Linked DNA regions of Sus scrofa: regions 1 and 2 are each linked to region 3. A link is a contact called in public HiChIP or PLAC-seq data. All regions are on one chromosome and are shown on one strand. The core of a region is the stretch at or near the end of the contact, and the rest is flanking DNA. Distances in the headings are between cores, read along the strand shown. Region 1 overlaps LOC102164930 (a long non-coding RNA gene). Region 2 holds the start of TMEM168 (transmembrane protein 168). Region 3 holds the start of BMT2 (probable methyltransferase BMT2 homolog).

The links. HiChIP or PLAC-seq counts read pairs in DNA pulled down with a chosen protein or histone mark.
Region 1: a contact with region 3 is called in an H3K27ac HiChIP or PLAC-seq map of alveolar macrophages. The contact joins the enhancer-like site here to the promoter of BMT2 in region 3. A contact is called at or near these places in 2 of 5 promoter capture datasets (fetal liver and liver), 4 of 47 Hi-C or Micro-C datasets (heart right ventricle, liver and skeletal muscle) and 2 of 2 datasets of contacts at active chromatin or transcription factors (alveolar macrophages and skeletal muscle).
Region 2: an H3K27ac HiChIP or PLAC-seq map of alveolar macrophages shows a contact between it and region 3. The contact joins the promoter of TMEM168 here to the promoter of BMT2 in region 3. A contact is called at or near these places in 2 of 5 promoter capture datasets (fetal liver and liver), 9 of 47 Hi-C or Micro-C datasets (alveolar macrophages, embryonic fibroblasts, heart right ventricle and 4 more) and 2 of 2 datasets of contacts at active chromatin or transcription factors (alveolar macrophages and skeletal muscle).

The regions. Positions count from the first base shown.
Region 1 is chr18:32,637,339-32,640,917 of Sscrofa11.1, forward strand. The region is part of intron 2 of LOC102164930 (a long non-coding RNA gene); the gene reads right to left. Among named protein-coding and RNA genes, the nearest start is that of GPR85, 28 kb to the right of the region's middle. Within about 2 kb of position 2,118, at least 7 of the 83 cell types and tissues checked have an H3K27ac peak or open chromatin away from gene starts, as enhancers often do. A contact at or near this core is called in alveolar macrophages, where this site is marked.
Region 2 is chr18:32,926,470-32,929,927 of Sscrofa11.1, forward strand. It overlaps TMEM168 (transmembrane protein 168), which reads left to right and starts at 1,872. Exons shown (of 5, transcript XM_003134765.6): 1 at 1,872-2,096.
Region 3 is chr18:32,796,393-32,800,104 of Sscrofa11.1, forward strand. It overlaps BMT2 (probable methyltransferase BMT2 homolog), which reads left to right and starts at 1,886. Exons shown (of 5, transcript XM_021079235.1): 1 at 1,886-2,142. The coding sequence starts at 1,983.

The DNA of each region.
Region 1 (3,579 bases), core at 868-3,367, 160 kb before region 3:
CATGATTCACTCTCCTATGCTACTTGTAATTTTCTATCTGGTATGTTTTTCATTTTATACATTTCATGCTGTTTGTCTCTATGGTTACTTAATCAAAATGAGTACCCGGTCCATACACAGGAAGTACTATTTCCTTGTGAATTCCACATACTAAATTAATAACCTCTTATACTTTTGCAACGACTAGTTTACATTTCACCTCTAAGGAAAAAGTTTCAGAAGATTCTTTTGACTTTCTTTCTTTTTGAATTTCGTATATTATACAGACTTCAGTATTTCATGATAGTTGAGTTTGCCAACACATCACAATCTACGTTCTTTGACATATCATGCCTTTGCCCATCAGTAAGTGCTCTTCTGAGCCTCAGTCAGACATACCTTAGTTTTTAAAAAACACTTTTTTTGTCTGTATCAAATCTAAGTCAAAATCAATTGACAAAATTAGGTGAATACTAGTATTCATTCATTCATCAAACCAGGACCTGGAGAGAAGTACATAAACACCAACTCCTCGGTGACTCACCATGGTTAGGTTTCCTAAGCAACACTAGAGCATCTTATTTTAAAGAAAATTAAAATGTGGTTTGATACTATGTATATTCTCCACCTGAAAGCATGTATGCAATAATTAGGAGTATAGACCTTAGACTTTCTGGGTTCATATCATGAATCTAACATTGACTTGTTATGGACAAATTACTTAACAATGCCTCAGTTTCCTCACTGTAACAGGATTATTTTAAAGAAAAAAAAGAGATTTACATTTTTAATGTGTGGAATAGTTCCTGACCCTATCTAAGCATTGGTTAAATATCAATCAATCAGTCTTACCCCATGTAGCATGAAACCATGGCTTCTAAGAAAAAATTTTTTATGAGAAATATTTTTCCACCCTCCCATGAGGCAAGATAATCCTGACTTTAAATTTCCTTGTATAGCACTTAAATATTAGCCGATCAGCTAGTCTCATATCTATGAGAGTTCTAGGCACTAACCATATTGGGCATTTTATGTATCACTTCATTTAATCTACTGTGGGAATCCTACAAAGATTGGCAATTTTCTCATTACAGATGAGAAAACTCTAGTTTTGAGAAGATAGATAATTTGCACAAATTCACTGAGTTAGTGGCAGAAATGGGCCAACTGAAGACATCTCCTAAGCCAATGTTTTTAATCAGTCCATCACCATGGATAGAGCACTAGAAAAAAAGATAATTTCACAACTTTTCAAAACTAAAAATTTGTCCCATCCAAGTATTCTTAGCCACATCCTGGAAGCCCAGCAATGTAAAATTTGAATACATCAGTGCCTGAGCATGTGTTTCCTGCTTCCTAGAAGCCATGGGCTTATGTGTGTGATTGATCCCCACGGTTTACTAAGGTTCATCAGTGGAAATCAAGGCTACATCGGCAATGGCCTCTAGGTGGTATCTGGAATCACGTCAAAAATGACCTTCTGAAGCTTCCCCATACATGTTTGTAAAATACTGGCACCAGAGTATTTAGTCTTAGCAGCTACATAGTTCTGGAAAGTCCAACTTATCAACCTATTAGCCTAATGATTAGTTAGCTCTAATGTAACAGTCTCAAGGATGAATGTCCTATTATTGATAGGAAACACTGACTAGCTCTGAGTGGGTCTTTTCAAATTGTGAAACTCCAATAAAATGTCTCCACTCACTTGGCTTGGCTCAATTGCTAATGAAGAAGTCTGGATTTTATGAACTCCCTGACCAAAAGCAGTCAGTACAAAATCTTAATGTCAGCCTATCCTGTCTTTGCTGACAGATCCCAGAAGGGCCTACCAATGACTCACTTTCACCAGTTAAAAAATAAGCAGAAGCCACTTCTTTGTTCCTCTCTGAAACAACTGACTTGGGAAGTTTGGCCCTCTACCACTCAGATAAGTGTCTAAAATAATGTTCTTTGTCTCTGAGTATCACTGGCTACCAGTGATCTCTGTTTCAGTGAAGAAGGGTGTAATTTTAGATTCTCCTGAACCGAAAGACTAAATTCTGGATTTGATAACACTAGATACTTAATGCCAAAAGAAGAACCATGCAGAAGGCTGCAGAAGCATTCAGACAGCTTAGGAGGGAAATGGAATGTGGAACTGCTTCAGAAGAGTTGTGGTTCATGTTGCTACCAGACATGCTGAGAGGCAGAACTTGTAGCTGGCAGATGCTCAACACAGAATAAGCTGCTCATCTCTCTAGCACTGCTTAGAAAAGATCACCTCTTTTAGAAGAGGGACTATACATGTACAACATAGCAGTCATCATCCTGGTCAGTGATCTAGACAAAACATCTGAGTTACAGCATGAAAATCACAGTTCATTAAGATGGTTTGCAGGCACATCAAAAATTAAAAAAGCAGCTTCAGATCAAAGGAGTGGAGAGATTATTATATTCATTGTATTCCAGAAATCTGCTTCTACATCACTTAATTCTAGTAAACCCTGGGTTGACACTTCCAACTACAGTATAGATTATAAACTAATTAAAACCATTTATAGGACCCTTGACTTACAAGACTAACTTCAAATAGAAAAAAAAAAAAAAAAAAAAAAAAAAAGGAGCTTTCAAAGCTATTTGGCAAAACAGGACTCCTTCATCCATTAGTATAAGCAAATGAGTTCTAAGTAGGGGTTGTAAGAATAACGTTTATCCTCTTCAAACAGCGAACCTTACTGAAGGCCAAAGAGGTAAGGTTAAAATCTTGGTACTATGCTCAACACTGAGTGGAATGCCATCTCTTAGGGGTAAGACAAAAAGTATTTCCTCTATCATGCAAGTTCTGCAATTAATTATCCCATAGCTATCAAGAATAATACATTCCTCTGATAACATACGTTCGATTATCATAATTCCCTTTTAGCAAAGCTTCTAATGCTGCCTTTTCTTTTGCCGCACTTTATAGAAAAAGCAACGCAGAGTTATAGATTAGCTGCTCTAATCAAAAAGAGAATTAAAAAGGAATTAGAGTTTGTTTTTTGGGTTTTCTTGGGGGTTCCCTAGAGATCATTTCAGCTGAATGATTTCTTAGAGCTATTCACTCATATCTAGACCCTCTCAATCTTATTTTCAAAACTCTTTGGACCCAATATAAAGAATCACTGTTATGATAATAACTGAATGGAGAATATGTTTTAAACATAAATATAACCACCAGTGGGTATGAAATAGTTAAGTAGTAAAATCCCATCAAGGCAACAAACAGCCTCAATACTAGGGAAGTGTTTTCTAGTCGTCTCCCAACTCACAGCCTAGGAAGCCTAAAATCGCCTCTGTATCCAAGAGTTCCACAGACACTTTCTGTTTACCATGTTTGTCTGCTGAACAGCACTTTCAAAATGGAGAGAAGCTACAGCCTGGAGACCCCATATTTCATGGATTTGATTAACAGTAAAGAGTAACAATAGTTAATATTTAAGGAGGGATTACTACATGCTAGTCAATAATTCCAGAAATTAACTCATTTAATCCTCATAATACACACCCCGTTTTATAGATGGATAAACTGAGTCTTAGAAAAGCTTACTAACTTGTCTATTGCCATACAGTTAGTAAGCAGCA
Region 2 (3,458 bases), core at 622-3,121, 130 kb after region 3:
AAAGCTCTGGGGTTGCCCTCACTACGCACAGGCATCTTGAATCAATGACCACTCATACTGAATGCCTCTGCTAGAGCCACTCTCACTACTGCCCCAGGAGCTTACCTTGCTACACTCCAGCAGTTACTCAGGGAGTGGAGTTTCGTGCCTGCTTTTTTGAGTCAATAGCTGCCAGCTGGTGCACATGATTAACTGAGTAAGTATTTGGCATTTCAGTTTCAGCTACTAGACTCCTAAGGTGGGGTGTGTGTGTGTGTGTGTGTGTGTGTGTGTGCGTGTGTAGAATTCCCAAGTGGTGGAATGCAGAAAATAAGTAGATAAATGTCCATTAAAGGCAAGTTGAATTAGAAATGAATGACAATATATTCAAGTAGAAACATCTAGCAGGTGGGGTGGAAATGTGACACTATTCCCCAGAGAGCTAGAGTTACAGATTTGGGAGTTGGGTACTGATTGAATTGTGAGTTGGGAGTCTGGAGAGATTCAAACACAAACTTTTCATTTGCATATGAGGAATCTGCATCTGAGAGTGCTTTATCACTATAAATGTGCTGCCCACCCCAACCCCCCAACATTTATTAACTGAAAAATTAAAAAATTCATATTAGAGGAAATAGGATAAGAATATAGACAACACTAATAGAAAATTAGTGGAAGAAGAGAACCAGTGATTGTTGGGGACCTATTGTGCTTTTTATTTTTAAATGAAGATTTAAGTGCCAACTATATGTCAGGCACTATGCTAGGCCAACTTAATGGTAAGCAAAACTGGACGTGTCCTGCAGCTGGAGAAACTGAAACAGGCTGGAGTGCACAGAGTTGGGGAAATGTGGCGAGAGGTCAAGTTAAGCTAAAGGTAAAAAGGAAGTAGAAGACACAGCAATTTGTCTGTACTTGTATAAAGATTTTGAGCTTTATGCCAAAGGGGTTAAGCTATGTAAAGGTTATATGGCAATTTTTACATTCATCATCTCATTTAATCCCTACACAACTCTGTAAGGCAGTATTAGCATTCTATTTTCATATGCAGAGACTGGAGTTCAGAAAGACTGACCTCCTAAATGCTATAAATAGTAGGAAATGATAGTGGGGGCAGACGGCTGGCAGGCAGGAAAGGGCTTCTCGGAGAGGGAGGGAGAATTCATACTTTTTAATGATGCCAGAAAAACAAAAAAAACAACAGTGTGTCACCAAATATTCACAACTTTGCAAGCAAGGTTTCATTACTATTTTTTAGATGGAGAAATTTTGGTCGCCCTTAGAAAGCGGAGAAACTGCCTTTCAAATCCCAAGACCATCAGCTCCACAGCTGCTGTGAAACGCTGCTTCCGAAAAACATCCCCTGACGTTCATTCGGTAGGTTTTAGATACAAATGAGAATCACCCCGGCATCTGAAGGACCCTCAGGAAGCGGGGCCAGTGAGTGGGTAAAAGTCAAGACCGGGAGGTGTATTAAAGGGAGTCTTAATAAGAAAAGGAGGCATGAAGGGCTCTGAAGGAGAGCCTAAGGAGCTTGAGCTTTAGCCAGACCGCGGACACAAAGGCATAGATTATGCGATACATATTAAAGAGCAGCAACGCCTCCTGCAGTATTTACAGTACTCAAGTAGCCCGCCCGTCCTGTCCCAGTTTCGGTCCAGCCCGAGGCGGCGGCCTAGATGCTTGATGGACACGGTCGGCCAGATCGTTTGCGGTTTTCCAGCTCCCGCTTTCCCGCGGAATTCAGGTCTCGCCAGGGCTCGGAACACCGGCTCAGCTGGCGCCGTAGGTAAGGCCAGAAGCGTTCGCTCAGCGTCCCGCGCCCCTGGGTCCGCCGCGGGGGCGGGGAGGGGGCCGGGCCTGGGCCGGGTCTCCGGGAGGAAGCGCGTCGCGCGGCTTGACCCCGGCGGCGTTCCGTACCGTCGCGGCTTCGGCGGCGGAAACATGGCGGCCGTGGCCGGGCCGGTCGTGGAGAAAGTTTCCGACGAGAGGGGCCTGTGCTAGAACGTGCAGCCTCGGGCCGTCGCCTCCCCTGGCGTGTCGCCTCCCTGCTCCGAGTAGCGGGCTCAGCCCTAAATCTCTCCCTTTTCCGTGTTGGCCCCAGAGACGACTCCGAGGTAGGAGAGAGTGTTGGTGGCGGCGGTCGAGTCAGGAAGGGGGCCCAAGGGGGTCATCGGCAGGTTGGCGAGACCTGGGCACAGATACTGCCCAGGGCTCCGCGTGGTGCAGGTCCCAAGCTCCGCCCAGCCGGCCTCCCGAGGCGGGGATAGGGATACCGGCCCGAGGAGATGTCGATGGTGAGGGGTGGAGAATGGAAGGCTGGGCGCCTCTCGTTAGCTGCGAGTGGTTCCCCAGTCAGCTGAGCGCCCAGTTTTGGTTGCCTTCTCCCAAAGTAGAAGACAGCCAGGCTCCTTCTTGGGCCTTCCACATCTTGTTAGGAGGAGGCAGAATGGAAGAAGAATTGCAGTTGCTGCCCTATTGCTGAGGAATTTAATGTTCACGGAGCCATTCTTCTTGTCTGAGATGAGTCCAAAGAGTTATTATCATGAATTCATAGAAGCAAAGCACTGGAGTTCCTCGACTCCGTGCACAGTAGCTTCTTTCAACTTTTGGCACTCCGCATAGATGGGACGGAAATCGTTTCAGAGTCAAAAAATGTTGCACGTGATAGAGTGTGTCTCGGACTCAGTAAACCCTTCTCCCGAAGTAGGACAGAAAGAGAACTTGTTGGTTTGGGGGAAGTTGGATGAGTTAAGTGAAGGCTGGAGTAAGGCGGACAGAGAAACAAAACATTGATGGAAACTCCCTTAGCTCTGTCACTTCTTAACTGTGGGGTATTAGAAAACTTGTTTATTCTCTCCTTATTAATATGTGTTCTATAGCTGGCACTGTTATGAAATAGTTATTTCTGTATAAGTCCCTATTTCTTCAACAGATACTTGGTACCAAACTTTCTGCTTAACAGTGGATGTACAGTATTGAAGACAGACTTTCAGAGACCAAGTACAGGGATCAAATAAATGGGTTTAGGGTGATCACCCTAAGAAAATGGTTTAGGCGGAGACTTGAAGGGAGGAAAGAGCCAGGTGTGAGGAATGGGGTGGGGCCAGGAGGAGGGAAAGGAGTGCACCTGGAAGGGAATAGCATTAGTGCAGTTCACAACTGAAAGGTCAGTATGGCTGTAATACAGAGTTCAAGAAGAAAAGTGTTAAGAAATAAGTAAGGTCAGCTATAATGGAAAAAAATAAAAATCATTATTAAAAAATAAAAAAAAAACAAAAAGAAATGAGGCAGGAGAGTTACTCACATCCAACAAGGAGAGCCTTGTAAGGCATTTTAAGTTTAGACTTTTTTGCTTAGAGTGATGAGAAGCGGTTGAAGGGTTTTATGTAGCAGAATGATGTGACAAATTGTTATAAAAAAGGATATTTCTTGGAGAAGGGCAAGAGTGAATACAGGAAGACATTCAAGCATGAGAT
Region 3 (3,712 bases), core at 636-3,135:
TATATCCCATTTGAGATAAGTATATATAAAAGAGAATTAAAAAATATTAACAGCTTTTATCTTTCAGTGGTGGGTTTCCAGGTAATGTTTACTTTTCCCCCCTCAGTAAAGTAAATTGCCTTACTGAGATGCAATTGACACATAGCATTGTGTAAGTTTAAGGTGTACAATTGACTTTATACTCTTATAAATTGCAAAATGATTACTACCATGGTATGAGCTACCACCTCCATCCCATTATATAGTCATCACTTCTTTTTGGTGATGAGAAAACTTAAGATCTACTCTCTTAGCACTTTTACTCTCTTTACCCTTCTGTATTTCCCAGATGGCCTTCAGTGTACATCTCTACTTTTTAAAAGGACTTAAAAGTTCATTTGCTGGTAGTAGTATGGAGAAGAAACAATTTTTAACTACAGTTGAGTACAAACAAAATTTTAATGCTCTCTTTACTATAATTATAACTCCCATCTTAAATCTTCCGTATTATAAATTCCATTATATCTGTCTGCCTCATATTAAAATACGGAAAGAACCAAAAGAGGTATCTTTATCAAATTCCCCTTTTTCCAAATGAAATCCCCTCCCAAATAAAATCTCCTATCTTCATCTTGTTAGGCATGTGCGTTTAATTTCTCTTCATAATTACAATTAGTTCTTATGAAGTTTATTTGTGTCTGATCTGCTTCTTCATTGGGCAGGTAGGGACACATCTTCCATCTTAAATTTCACCAATTTCTCCCTTTACTTCCTCCCTGTTATTCCCCCTATGTTCTGGAGAGTTATAAACTCTGGAGAGTTGAAAACTACAACCTAGCACAATTCATTAAGGGCTCTCAGCCGGTTGAATCTCTGACACTCCAGCAGCCCAAGTACCACTTTCCAAGCTAATGCAGTCTTTTCTTTGGAAAAGAGCTTTCCACCTTTCTGGGACAGAAGTTTGTAACCACATTCCCCATAAGCTTCCCATGAAATCAGGAGTTAAGGAGGTAGAACAAGTTGCCAAACCCCCTAGGCACACTCCGCATAGATTAACCCACCAAATTAAAGGGTGGGAGGTCATCCAGGTCATCTTTAAATAAAACTGTTTCAAGTTCTGTTGCGAATTAGACCAAAGCAGTCTTTCTCTGACACCCGGGAGGACCACCATAAAAGTTCTTGAGTGCATCTGTTGTGGATTCTTAACTACCCATTCTCCCTTTTCCACCATCTTCTATTGTTTTTCTTGACCCTCTCCTTTCTCCAATTTCTATGTCTTTTGCTCAGCACTGGAACTAGAGGCATTAACCACTGCTGGCCCGTGAATTAAACCAGTACTTGTTAGCTAGACCTCTTCTTGCACCTAACAAAGCATCCATGCCTGGGTTCCTTAAAGTACAAAATTCCAGTGCTGCCTTCATTTCTAAAGCCCTTCTCAGCGCTATGCAGCTAAAGGGAACCTACAACTGACCAGGTGCAGCGGGAGCTCAGGTAGAGGACCCTGATCACATCATGCCAGAATATAACTCGCAGGAAGGGTAATGGCTGAAAAATGTGAAAGAGCTGGGCGGGAGAACAAAATCCAACCTAAGCAAACTCAGACGCGCAAGCGCGTGGCTCACAGCGCGTCTCCCGTGGCTTCACCACAGCGCCTGCGCACAGGATCCCAGGAGCGGCGGGGAAAGGAGAGAAGCGTCTGGCCTAGTGCCACCGCCTCGACAACGTAGCCTGCAAGCCCCGCCTCCTCCAGCTGCTCGCCTTCCCAAACAAGCGGGTGCGCCCCTAGCGCTCTCTGTCCATTGGCCCTTGGCCTTTTCCGTTTCCGCCCAGCCCTCCAGAGTTCGCCAATCAGCTTGGGTGTTTGAGCAAGGGTCCACCTCCAAGGCCGTCGCTCCGCCTCCGCTGCCTCCTCCCGCTGCTGCCTCCGCTGCTGCCTCCTCCTTCCCCACCTCCTCCGTCAGGCGGGCGTCCGCGGGGGCCCGAGGGGCGGCGGCGGCAGCGATATGGAGCCGGGGGCCGGCGGCCGAAGCGCTGCTCGCGGGCACGGGGCCGGGCCCCTAAGCACCCCGCCGCCCCGGGAGCAAGAGCGGAAGCTGGAGCAGGAGAAGCTCTCCGGGGTGGTGAAGAGCGTCCACCGGCGGCTCCGCAAGAAGTACCGGGAAGGTAAACAGCGAGCTGAGCGGGGGGGAAGCGGCGGCCTCGTCGCCCCCAGCCCCTTGTCAACCTCTCCCCTCCCCCCCCCCCCGAGGCCACCATTACAACCTGAAGGAGCTGCACGTCAGCCCCTGCCAGGGCCGCTCACCCAGGCCTGGACGCCCCCTTCTTGGTCGAGTCCTCTGTAGGCGTCAGGCGCGCTCCTCCCGCCCCCTTTTCTTCGAGGGCCCTTCAGGAGCGTTCCAGGCCTTTGGAGGAGCCGAGTCCCCACCTCCTCCCATCCCTGTCCCCAGCTGGGGTGCTGAGATTGTTGTCACCACACATACAACACATAGACCCTCACCCAGGAGGTGGAGGTCTCTTGTTGCAAGAGACCTGAAGCTGAAACACGAAGGCAGGTAGAATCCATTCGAGAAAGACGGACTGAAAGAAGCACTCCCTCGCATTTGACCTGCCTGTTTGATTTGCTGCCCCGTCAGACCCCCTACCTAGTACCTCATTCCAGCGGGTTTAGCCCGGGCAAGAGCTTCCTCGCTTTGGCTTCCAGGGCTGCCAAGTCAGCAGGCCTTTTAGCTGACTGGACTTCACCTTGTTAAAAGGGGGAGGGGCTCCATCCTTGCCCCCCTCCCCCATTCTTCAAATTCTGGATCTTATTATTCAGGTGGGAGAGGAAGAGATCTGGGTCAGGTGCTCGAAATACTGTTTATTTTCGAATGGTCTGTGTAACTACTAACTCTCCTAAGGGGACAGATTCCGGTTGCCATTGCTGGGGACCTCTCTTATGGAAGATCTTGAGCAAAAGAAGAAGCTGTAGTAGCTTTTCGTTGGGCCTGAGGAGTGTTTATAGTTGGGATCTACAGGTATCCTTAGTATTTTAAAATGTAGGCTTTTTTTACAGAGCTTTTTTTAATAGGAAATCGACAGTGAAAATTCTCAAATTTTTTATGTGCTCAGTAGATATTTCTTCTAAGGATCAAAATGAGGAATAACTTTCTTTTTTGCACTGGCTTTAGTTTAATTGCAATAATAGAAGACTGAAAAGTGGGAGCCTTCTTGTGTTACTCTTATACTTAGTTAAGTTAGGATTAGAAGCAAAATTATGAGTGAAGGAACAGGCAGGTAAAATCAGGTTACATTTGAATTACAAACACTTTGCATTTAGTCTAGAAGATTAAAGCTAAGTGTCTTTTGTTCTGAGTGTAGTTATGTGATTCATTTTTCAAACTTTAAATTCAAGGTTTTTTTTCCCTTGGCAACTCAAGCCTCGATTTTTTAGCCACCCTCAAAGGTAGCCTATAGTTATTATTTAATAGGTATCAATAGAAGGAGACTTACCGGGCACACTGAGATGTTGAGATTTGTTTTTTAAAAGAATGCTTTAAACCCCACAATTTATTCAATAAAATGAGTAGTTACCATGGAAACCATTGCATCATTCTTCATATTCAGAGAATGCACTTACATAATGGCATTCACTGTAGGTTCCTGTGTTGTTTGGAGAAATGAGGAAATAAATGGACATGCTTTCCTTTAATTTAGCATGCTAGTTTGTACAAATTTAAGCAAGTATGTCTTTTTA